Linked DNA regions of Capra hircus: region 1 is linked to region 2. The links are chromatin contacts, called in public Hi-C maps. All regions are on one chromosome and are shown on one strand. Each heading gives the region's core, a stretch centred on a gene start, on an enhancer-like site or on the middle of the called end of the contact. The rest is flanking DNA. Distances are from core to core; before and after follow the strand shown. Region 1 holds the start of GSTK1 (glutathione S-transferase kappa 1). Region 2 holds the start of EPHA1 (ephrin type-A receptor 1).

The links. A called contact is a pair of places that touch in the nucleus more often than the background predicts.
Region 1: a Hi-C map of liver shows a contact between it and region 2, with 3 times the contacts expected there. The contact joins the promoter of GSTK1 here to the promoter of EPHA1 in region 2. A contact is called at or near these places in 3 of 5 Hi-C or Micro-C datasets (blood and liver).

Annotation. Positions count from the first base shown.
Region 1 is chr4:13,942,120-13,944,900 of ARS1.2, reverse strand. GSTK1 (glutathione S-transferase kappa 1) reads left to right here and starts at 1,333. Exons shown (of 8, transcript XM_005679551.3): 1 at 1,333-1,484; 2 at 1,984-2,065; 3 at 2,264-2,392; 4 at 2,714-2,781. The coding sequence starts at 1,413.
Region 2 is chr4:13,790,130-13,792,829 of ARS1.2, reverse strand. It overlaps EPHA1 (ephrin type-A receptor 1), which reads right to left and starts at 1,441. Exons shown (of 18, transcript XM_018046839.1): 1 at 1,278-1,441; 2 at 200-267. The coding sequence starts at 1,368.

The sequences.
Region 1 (2,781 bases), core at 84-2,583, 150 kb before region 2:
TTTTTCAACTCTTTCTACACGAGGATAACTAGCTTTTTGACTGTGAAAACGAACCCAAATATTTTTCCCAGTCATTTTTTCGACTGGCTGGATTTTGCCATATTTTTTTAATTTTATGTAATTGTATTAAGTGTTCTCTTTTTACCAGAGACGAGGATGAGACAGGCTGGGACCTGGAATCGTTTACTTAAGTGCTGCAATGCTTGCACTTAGACACACCTCTCCTGGAGCAACAAAATACAAGGAACCAGGCTCCTCTGTCCACAGGATTCTCTAGGCAAGAGTACCGGAGTGGGTTGCCATTTCCTTCTCCAAACAAAGAAACTATCTGGGACTAAACATAACTGCATGTATGCACAGGGCAAATTCTGGACAAAAGATACAAAGAGACCAAAAAAACCCAACCGCCACTTCTAAAGGGCCTGGCGCAAAAGCTGGGGTTTGGAACCAAGAGCTGGGTACTAAGCATGCCTCCTGTACACACCACCACCTGAAGGGTGGACAAATCACCTAAGCTACACCCCCCCCCCCCGCCCTGATCCCTGGATACATCCCTACTTCACCCCACATTAGGAGCCAGCTTGGTGTGGTGGGGGGCGGGGGGGGGGGCCGGGGCACACTTGGGGAGTGAGCAAGGGAATCTGTGGTTTGTTCAGGAACACCCCCTCCCCCCACCCCGCCAGCAGGAGACCCAATGACGCCTTCCCTGAATTTTCTATCAGGCCTCTGATCCATTTCTATTGCATAAAAAGCACCAGTGGTCACGAACCCGCCTGCCACTGCAGGAGACCAAAGAGGCGGCTCCATCCCTGGGCGGGGAAGATCCCGTGGAGTAGGAAATGGCAACCCACTCCAGTATTCGTGCCTGCGAAATCCCACGGACATGGAGGCCTGATAGGCTACAGTCCATGGAGTTACAAAGAATCGGACACGACCGAGCACGCTCCCACGCAGAAGTTCGAAGGAGGACAAGAACTCCGGTCAGCAACAAGCCTTCTCTGGTTCAGAGAGGTCAACAGGCTTGCCAGAGGTGCACAGCTAAGTGTAGAGGCGAGCATTTCAAACCTCGCCCCTTTGCCCCACACTCCTCCCCAGGGCAGGGTAGTCACACCCCCCATCCCCCCGAACAGAGCGGGTGAGCACACCTGCGAGCTCCCCAGGGGACCCCCTCACCCTCGCCCCCCGCGGGTGCCCTCAGGGAACCCCCCCCCCCCCCGCCCCACACACCAACCGCCCACCGGACCCTGTCCCGCGGGCGGATTCCCCCGGGAGGAGGCGCGGCCCGGGCGGGTCGGGGGCGGTCCTCGGGGGGAGGTGGGGAGCGGGGGCGGGGCCGCCGCGCTCTGCAGGAAGGACGCAAGCGCCGCGGGTTTCCGGGGGCCAAGTTCGCTTCGCGATCACGAGTCTGCAGCATGGGGTCCGTGCCCCGAACACTCGAGCTGTTCTACGATGTCCTGTCCCCCTACTCCTGGCTGGCCTTCGAGGTGACGCCGGGGAGCAGCTTCGCCCGGGGCTTGGGGAGACAGAGGCAGAGGGAGGGGTCAGCAAATAGCACGGGGACCTCGGTCTCGTGAATTTCCTGGCAGTGCCCTACGAGGTTTAGGGCAAGCAGGTAGAGAGCCAGGACTGAAGGTCACTTTGTTGATAAACGGGATATGGTCGCTGGCTCCAGGTGGAAGGAACCTTTATGTCTTAGGCTGGGGTTTCCCATACTGGCTTGGAAGATGAGCAACTCCAGGATCCAGAATATAAGCCCTCCGATGTCAGTTTTGGGGGGTGGGGTGCAGAACAAATAAAAACTGTCCACAGGAGCAGAGATCCTGGAATTGATAACTAGGAACTGAGAGAGTTTTGCCCTTTCAAACCAAATTTAGGGTGTCCTCCTAACCCTTTCTCCGCGCCTATAGACTGGCTGATCAGTGCCATCAAACACCCTTCTCTCCCTCAGCCCTTTTCACTCTCCGTCTCCGTCCCTCCCTGCAGGTCCTGTGCCGATATAAGAATATCTGGAACGTCAGCCTGCAGCTGCAGCCCACGTTAATTGGAGGGATCATGAGAGACAGCGGTACAAAGGCAGCGGTGTTTTTGGCGGGGATTAGAGGGAAGACATTTCAAACGTCCAGGGGAGCGGCCCTTCCACTGGGTCTCCTTATTGGCGGCAGCAGCTAGTAATATGTCCGCTGCCTGAAACCCAGGTAGGTGCATCCCCTGTCTGGGACCCTCGGGTGATCTCTCATCAGTAAGCCCAACTTTCCCCTTGCAGGAAACCAGCCGCCAGCTATGCTTCCCCGCAAAGCCGTATACATGAGAAGTGACGTTAGGCTCCTGAGCCAGCATCTCCAGGTTCCCATCCACTTCCCCAAGGATTTCTTCTCTGTGATCCTTAAGAAAGGTGAAGAGAGTGGGATATGGATGGAGCATAAGGTTTCAGCAGTGGATTTGGCGATTTCAGGGCCAGAAAGGAGGGGTTTCGTTGATTCCATTAAGTGAAGGAAACTTTGGGAAAGCTCAGCATCAGAGCTGATCATGCAGAAGGTTGTGGAGACAGAAGGGGAGGGAGAGCAGGATGGATCAGTGATCAGAAACGCAAATGGGAGGCTGAGGGTGATGGAGCACTGGCGGGGGCGGGGGGGGGGATGAGAAGGAGGGAAAACCTGGTCTTCATGGGAAACAAGCTAGAGAAGGCCCCTCTCCAAGTGCCTCTGCCCCACAGGAAGTTTGACAGCCATGCGCTTCCTCACTGCGGTGAAGATGGAGCACCCGGAGATGCTAGAGAAAGTG
Region 2 (2,700 bases), core at 192-2,691:
AAGCTTTCCCCATGGGGTGAAGCCTGACCCCCCGCCAGTCCCATTCAGGAGGCTCTGACTCACCTCCCCTCCCCTCCCCCTCCCGGAGGAGACACTTCCAGTTTTTCCAGCTCTTTTCTCCGCTCCTCCACCCACCTCACCATCCCATTTCCCAGTGGCCTTCAGCCTTGAGCCACCCCAAATGCCCCCTGACACTCACCCCATCCTCTGGGGGATCCAGGAGCCAGCCCAGCTCTTCCTGTGCCTTGCTAGTATCCATTAGAGTGACTGAAGGTGGAGAGAAAGGGGGCTGTCATCTCTGGGGGAGGCCCCACATGTGCAACTCACATTCCTTCTCCTGGGCCCATAGCCCCGAAGCTTCAGCACCCTGTACCCTCACAGCTGTAAGTTCCTGAGGTTTAGGGGAGGAAAACCTCCCCAGAAGGAGGATTGAAGAGGAGCTCCAGCGCTTAGTCTGTCTTCCTCCCGAGTGTGAAGGGAGAAAGGCAGAGTGGGGCAAGGGTTGGAGGGCTGAACCTTTGGCCAAAGTCAACAGCAGGAAGAGCAGTCCCAGTGAGGCTGGGCAGCCTCTCACTTGGTAGGGACCGTCAGGTGTAGAAATGGAGGGGCGGATGGACAAGAGAGGAGCTTGGCTGCTGGGGATTGTTGAGTGGGTGGGTAGAATGTGGACAGGGGACTCTGGAGGGGCATCCTGGGTGGGGGAGCTGCCTCCCCTTGGCAAAGGGCCTGGCCTGCCTGTAATTGAGGTGGTGGAGTGGGGTACAGGCACAGCCACGAGTCCGGGAAGCGGGGATAGCAGGATCACAGAGCATGCAAGTGTCCACAGGAAAGGCTTGACCTCTGCAGCCGGGAGCCCCTGCACCTAACCCACCCCCAGCTGCAGGTCCCTCTGTCCCCGGGCTTAAGATGGCATAAGGGGACTTCCACCTCCGACTTCCGAAGGTTCAGGTCTCTGGGTTGGGAGCCTGAGGCTGGGAGTGCTTGGGAATGGAGAGTCCCCAAGATTGCTGGGGTGGGAGGTTGCTTTCAGCAGAAACTCACTCTCCACCCCCACCCCACCCAGGAGCAAACTGCTGGCCAGAAGGGAATGGGGTGAGTGACCCGGGAAAGCAGCTGTTTGGGGTTAAAGGCCAAAGACTGGCCTGGCCAGTCGATCGCCGGGCAGCCGGGCAAAACAAGAGCACTGGAGAGGGGCTGCGAGGAGAGGGCCTCTCTGGAATGCCGGCTCCCGGAGGAGGAGGGGGTGGGGCGGGGCGGGGCGGGGCGGGGGTCTGTACCTTCCACGGCGCGCGCCCCCGGGGGCAGCGGGGCGCAGAGCAGCAGCAGCAGCAGCAGCAGCCCGAGCCCCAGGGGCCAGCGCCGCTCCATGGCGCTGGGCCGAAACCTGGGACCGCGGCCCGGACGGCGGGGCCAGGTCGCGAGAACTAGGCTAGCCCGGCCGGCCGGGCGGGGGCGGGGAGGGGGCGGGGCCAACCCCCGGGGCGGAGTCCCGGCCTCACCTGGATCACCTTCTTAAAGGGACAGGAGGGCAGGAAGGAAACTTGTAAAACAGGCCATAAACTTCAAAAAAACCGGAGGCGCCTTGACCGGAACGAGACAGCGGGCGCCGCCTAGTGGGTGGGATTGGGAATCGACTTGGCTTCGTGCTCCTTTGGACCCTAAACCCATCCCTGTCTCCAACCGGCCTTTGGCCTTTCTGCACCCTGGTGTCCCCTCCCTTCTCCCTTTCTTCAGGGCCCAGCGCTGTAATAGACACCGGGAGGGGGAAAGCAGGGTAAAGAGACACGTCTTGATGTTCCCGTCGGGGAGGCTTAGGTGACCATCATGCAAGGCGAGGTCGGTTGGAAGCAAGTCCGGGCGGGGGCTCGGTAGGTGAGTCTTGAGGGAGGAGACTTGGGTGAGCTGGGTTTTCTGGGTGGCAGAGATTGGGCAAGGCGTGAGCGAAGGCCCGAGGGCAGGGAGCCTCAAGGTGCCTCTGGGAGTGGTAAGGGACCAGTCTGACTGCTGGGCTCAGGACTATCGTCCTGGGAACCAGGCGGGAAAGGCAGGTGTGGGCCCAGGCAGGGAAGATCTTGGTAAACGCGTGAAGGAGTTTGCACGTTAGTGCGCACTTTACAGAGCGATGGGAGAAACTGGTGAGGGCTTCTGAACGCAAGTGGTAACAGGAGCTAATGGTGTAGACAAACGGCCCTCGCCCCTGTTGGAGACTTTGTTGTTTTAGTTGTTCAATCGTGTCTCACTCTTTGCGACCCCTCGGACTGTAGTTTGCCAGGCTCCTCTGTCCATGGGGTTTCCCAGGCAAGAATACTGGAGTGGGTTGTCATTTCCTTCTCCAAGGGATCTTCCCGACCCAGGGATCAAACCCTCATCTCCTGCATTGGCAGGCGATTTCTTTACCACTGAGCCACCTGGGAAGCCCACGTTGGAGAGTGCCTCCCAGTATATTCAATACATGTTTCTTCAGTTTCCACTCTGCTTGCGAACAAGCTCTGAAAGCTTCAAAGAAGAATCCTTGCTCTAAACAAACTATTGTCTGAGGAGTGTTTGCAGGGGCTGGAGCATAAAGCAAGAGCAGAGATGGCTAAAGTGACAGATGGGAGGCACACATTAGGGGTGACAGTAGCTCCAGAGGGAGTGATCGCCCACTGAGGACCGGTGGTCAGTCCATGCCTGGGGCCTCCCCTTCCTGCAGCCTTCTCT